Regions from separate parts of the Canis lupus genome. Here region 1 is linked to region 2. Evidence: chromatin contacts called from public Hi-C data. All regions are on one chromosome and are shown on one strand. The core of a region is the stretch at or near the end of the contact, and the rest is flanking DNA. Distances in the headings are between cores, read along the strand shown.

Region 1 (3,148 bases), core at 32-2,531, 59 kb after region 2:
GACAGGTCAAGTTCCAGACTTGTGACTTCAGAGATGAACATGTGTAAGAAGTAAGCCCAAGGTCACTGAGCCAGTAACTGCTGAAAATAAGTCTCAAGCTCCAATTCAGAAGTCTCTCCGTCTCCTTTTTGGATTGCGTTAAGAAAACAGTGAAGGGGCTCAGTCAGTCAAGTGTCTGCCTTTGGCTCAGGTCATGATCCCAGGTCCTGGGATCAAACCTCATGGGGCTCCCTGCTCAGGGGGGAGCCTGCTTCTCCCTCTCCCTCTACCTGCCCCTCCCCCTGCTTGTACTCTCGCTCACTCTCGCTCTCTCTCTCTCCCTCTGTCAAATAAATAAAATCTTTTAAAATTTTTTTTGTATATTTTTTATTGGACTTCGATTTGCCAACACATAGTATAACACCCAGTGCTCACCCCATCAAGTGCCACCCTCAGTGCCCGTCACCCAGTCACCCCATCTTCCCACCCTCCTCCCCTTCCACTACCCCTTGTTCGCTTCCCAGAGTTAGGAGTCTCTCATGTTCTGTCTCCCTCTCTGATATTTCTCACTCATTTTCTCTCCTTTCCCCTTTAATCCCTTTCGCTATTTTTTTATATTCCCCAAATGAATGAGACCATATAATGTTTGTCCTTCTCCAATTGATTTACTTCATTCAGCAAAATACCCTCCAGTTCCATCCACGTCGAAGCAAATGGTGGGTATTTGTCATTTCTAATGGCTGAGTAATATTCCATTGTATACATAAACCACATCTTCTTTATCCATTCATCTTTCGATGGACACCGAGGCTCCTTCCACAGTTTGGCTATTGTGGACATTGCTGCTAGAAACATTGGGGTGCAGGTGTCTCGGTTTTTTTAAAAAAAATTAACACAGAAAATGAGGAGTGATCTCCAAGTTTTCTTCCAACACATATATACTGTCATCCAAGGCTGTTAATTAGGGAAGCAACTTACATTTAATTTAAGGTACAATATTCATACTTGATCATTGCAGTTTCCATCTTTTACTGATGGTGGCAGTGGTTGTCTCTGTAGACACCAGAACTTTTGGAGTTAGAACAATACTGTTAGATTTCACAAAACCTTTATTAGGTCTACTACATGTTGTATATGGCATGTATATGTTGTGTAAGTGGAAATGAAGCGTAACATTGTTTTACGTCAGAATATAGTAATAGCCTCTTTTTTTTTTTTTTTTTAAGTGCACCATGGGGATGTCACTGGCCCTGAGGTCAGAATTCCTGTCAGGTGATTTGTGCAACTCCAAACCAATTCTTTACACTAGAATGTTACGACATTGCTGTTGGCTGCCACCACTGAGTCCACGTCAGTTCTCTAAGTAGGTTAGAGGTCATCCTGCACATATATATCCTGCACATATACACTATTTTATTGCCTACATGAACTTTTCGTTATTTTTAAAGATTTTATTTACTTACTTTTAGAGCAAGAGTGAGGGAAGGCACAGAGGGAGAGAATATCCAAGCAGACTCCCCCACTGAGCACAGAGCCCATGATGGGGCTCAATCCCATGACCCATGAGATCAGGACCTGCGCTGAAACCAAGAATCAGGTGCTCAACCGACTGAGCCACTTAGGGCTCCCAGCAGTGTGAACCTTTAAAAGTAGAGTTCATGGATGGGAATAAGACACTCTGGTCTACCTAGGAGACGCAAGATTTTGTATACTTTCATAAGCAGAGTTAGTCTTGGGCAAAAACTGTGAAGGTTATGTCATTTATCCTCCAGCCCCTCTTTTCTTCCAGATCCTCTCCTTGACCTTTTGCCCAGTTTTTTCCTATCAGGAGGAGCCGGATCTGAGAGGCAAAATGTAGAGGAAAGAGCATAGCTTTGGAATCAAACCCCCCCCCCAAAAAAAAACCCTCTGTTGTCATTCCTACTCTGCTATTTTGAATTTGATTGACCCCAAATTGGACCTGGTTTCCTCACTTTTAAATGGCGATGAATAATAGCTTATGAAGGTTGCCAGAAAATAAAACAAATAGGGAAGTATTTATGTAATTTATACATTTAGGTTATTAATATACCAGGATCTGAACCTAAATATTTTATGCATTGCTCCTTACAGCAATTTGTGAATAACCCCAGGGTCTTTGCATGTGCTGCTGGCTGTGCTAGATGACATCTGCCTTTAACCCTCAGGATTCAGATTCTAGAAAGATGGTTAAAATTTCCCTCTTTGAGGCTCCAATAGCACTTGTGCTTACTTCTCTTTGGTCTTTTAAAAAATATTTATTTATTTATTTTGAGAGAGAGACAGAGACAGAGATAGTGACAGAGAGCACGAGTGGGAGGAGAGGGAGAAGCAGCCTCCCCACTGAGCAGGGAGCCCAACACAAGACTCAATCCCAGGACCCCAGGATCATGACCTGAGCCATACTGAGCCACCCAGGAGCCCCTTCTCTTTGGTCTTTACCACATGTTGCAATTCCCATTTACCTGTCTATATCTCCCTCTAGACAAACTAGAGTCTTTTGGGAGCAGACACCTTGAGGACATGCATTTTTAAAGGTCCAGAAAAAATATAGGATGACCAAGAGATAACTAATATGCAGGGAATAGGAGGGAAATAATGGATAAAAACAAGTATATGTGAAAATGAGAATACATGACAGACTATGAGATGTACTCTGGGAGGTAAAGTAGGAATAGGTCATATTTCCTTAAGGGATCCACTTCATGGAAGAAGTGGAACTGGAAAAAGGCTTTGAAGGATGAGAAAAATTTGACAGGCAAACACTGAAGAGACAGTGTCCTAGATGCTGGGAGCAGTACAGTCAAAGGCACAGAAGGAGCAGGATATCTTTGGGGGACTGGACAGCACCATTGGCGGAGGTAGATTACAGATGGGGAAGTTGTGGGGGGCGGTGCAATTGGAAAGGTAAACAGAAGCTTACTCTGAATTCGGAGATGAGGAAGTTGAAAGAGTTCCCACTGCTGCTTGGCCCTTGTCCATTCCTTCCCCTAAGTGCTCAGAACAAGCTCCTCCCCCATTTCTTCTAACACTTCCAGTCAAGCCACAGCCTCCTTGCTACTCTTAGAAACTAGCTTACATCAGGAGCCTCTTCTGGGACAATCAGAGTAAACTCTGCTAGTGATATACTTTCGTCGCCTTTTCCTCCTAC
Region 2 (2,729 bases), core at 206-2,705:
AAACTATCTATATATATTTGTGTGTGTGTGTGTGTATGTGTGTGCGTGTGTATGAAGATAATGAGAAGGTAAATATGGCAACGTGCTACAACTGATTAACTGATGGAAATATGGGTGTTCAATGTACTATTCTTTCCATTTTAATATAGGTTTGAAACTTGGCAAAAATGAAAACCAGAAGGAAAATAACTATTTAGCTAATGAAGTTACATTACAATTACAATTTAGTTACATCCTGTCATGTTGGTGAAGTGCTTAGAGTGACAGTACTGCGTATATCGAAGATAATCCCCAGGTATGTGATTAGAAATGTTTCAGTAACTTGAAAGAGCTATTGAAACACCACTTTGCCGTGAGATAACAGAATTTAGTGCACTACCTTTGTATATCCCCTAAATTACCATTACGATGTGAATGTTTTATACAAATTTCAAATGCTCACCATTCCTCCCAGAAGCTTTTCATGCTCAGAAACACACTGTTAACTACACTGACCTATGCAAGAAGTGTTCCAAAAATATCGGTCTGAATACTCTGGCCAAATCCGGTCTATACTGAAGCACAGATGGATGTGCGCAAGAAAAAGTATGTTTGAGCAGATCTACAGATAATTCAAACAAAAGCCCACCTGTGCGAGTCTTTAACACCAGCGTGTAGGCTTTCCCCAAATCAGCCAGATGGCAATTCGAAAAGCAACAGCGCTGTAGGTCACCTTCGCTTTGAGTATGCCCTGCTACACAGGAAAACACTTATCTCAAGCTCTCGGAATGAATAATTGAGAGTCAGAGCCAATTGGAATTTACTGTAATTGTACTCATTTCAAAAACTATATCACTGTAACTAAATTCTAGGTTTCTCCTGTCCCAAGCAAAATTCTGATCAGGTTCTTAGGCCTCCTTTTAAAAACACAGAAGCTAAATCTCTGCAGCGATACTGCGTGAGGACTGCCTCAATCACACAACAGGAGCCGGATCTGACCCGTCCAAATTGTTAGGTCAAAAACATTTTTTAGAAATGCCAAAATGTGAACATGAGGAGGTCAGAGAAGGGAGTGTTTGACTTCATTTCTCTTTACCGTCCCCCTCCATGGAATGCTTGCATCCATTCCCGCTCACCTCTGATTTGGTCAACGAAAAAAGCATCTTAGATGTTATGATTGCATCTGGCTTTGGATGAGAAAAGACTAAAAAAGGGAGGAGAGAGGTGACAGAAGCACTTATAGGGCCTGTTGCCTCCTTTTTCTTACCTTCACTAACCAATCTGCTCCTTTGGTCCGGAAGAAACAGCAATCGACCATATAGAGGTGAATAAGCCAGCCAGTGCTTTTTTTTCAGAAATGTGTGCAAGCCTTCCAGTGGTACGACCAAGAAACTAAGTGGCTCATTGCATGGCCATTCTTCTTATAACTGATCCCATGGAAAGGGAGTTGTTTTTGCTCAAGTCTGATTTGTGCTCAAGAACAGTGGGAAGTCCCAGGAAGGGGGAGGCAATAACTGACAAACCCACATTGAGCCACAGAATGGTGTTTCTTCCCCTTTTTTGAAAAATGAAACCTATCTATGAAACTGTCTCTTGTTAAAATAGTTGATTGCTATGTTTTATATAAGAACCCGAACAACATAAATTTACTCCTCTAACAGTAAATTCTCTGGGATCCCTTTATCAAAGGAGAGCCAGTGTCAAGCAGGATTTAGAAAATTCTCAGTTTCATTGCTGACCTATAATTTTTGAGAAGTATTCTCAGATTTGTACTCACAATCAAAAAAAATGCAAATGAAAACTGTTTTCTCTCTCAAATTAACCAAGGTTAAAAAAGAAGGTGTGATAATACACTGGGTGGGCAAGGTTGTGGAGAAACAGGCACTCTCCTATGTAGTGGTGAGATTGTAGACATTTCTAGAGGGCCTTTTCCCAGCATCTGTTGACTTTTTTCCCCAAACTTTTACATATCCATATCCTCTGACCCAACGACTTTATTTGTATAAATTCACCTATGTCACATATGTACACTTGTGCACAGAAACATTGAAAGGTTATTTGTTGCAGCATTAGGGATGCATCAATAGGATATGAGCTAAGTAAATGTAGAGCTTTATAGAGTACTACACAGTGTTAGAGTGATCTGGCTTTGCATGGAATCATTGGAAAAGATATCCAGGATATATTGTTCAGCAAAAACATATAATATGCTCCAATTTGTATCTTTAAAAGAATTTGTGTGTGTATGTGTGTGTGTGTGTGTGTGTGTGTGTGTTTGCTTACACAGAGTAGTTCTATAGGGAGATGCAAGAAAGAAGCAATTGCCTTTTTAAAAAATTCTTTATTTAAATTCAATTTCATGGGCAGCCCCGGTGGCTCAGTGGTTTAGCGCCGCCTTCAGTCCAGACAGAGAAGCAGGCTCCCCACGGGGAGCCCGACCTGGGACTTGATCCCAGAACTCTGGGATCACACCCTGAGCTGAAGGCAAATGCTCAACCACTGAGCCACCCAGGCGTCCCTGATGCTCACCTCTTGATATCATCCCCTTGCAGAGTCCCCTGCCCACACTGAACCATGAGTGACCATTAGAATAATGTGGAAGTGATAGGGGGATCCCTGAGTGGCTCAGCGGTCTAGCGCCTGCCTTTGGCCCAGGGCATGATCCTGGAGACCCAGGAACGAGTCCCACGTCGGGCTCCCTGCGTGGAGCCTGCTTTTCCCTCTGCCTGTGTCTGTCTCTGTCTCTGTCT

Evidence for each region. A called contact is a pair of places that touch in the nucleus more often than the background predicts.
Region 1: a contact with region 2 is called in a Hi-C map of skin fibroblasts, with 1.7 times the contacts expected there. The contact joins the enhancer-like site here to the promoter of TASL in region 2. A contact is called at or near these places in 2 of 9 Hi-C or Micro-C datasets (liver and skin fibroblasts).

The regions. Positions count from the first base shown.
Region 1 is chrX:25,900,985-25,904,132 of UU_Cfam_GSD_1.0, forward strand. No RefSeq gene overlaps it. Among named protein-coding and RNA genes, the nearest start is that of GK, 12 kb to the right of the region's middle. Within about 2 kb of position 1,282, at least 2 of the 20 cell types and tissues checked have an H3K27ac peak or open chromatin away from gene starts, as enhancers often do.
Region 2 is chrX:25,842,169-25,844,897 of UU_Cfam_GSD_1.0, forward strand. It overlaps TASL (TLR adapter interacting with SLC15A4 on the lysosome), which reads right to left and starts at 1,456. Exons shown (of 4, transcript XM_038587132.1): 1 at 1,247-1,456.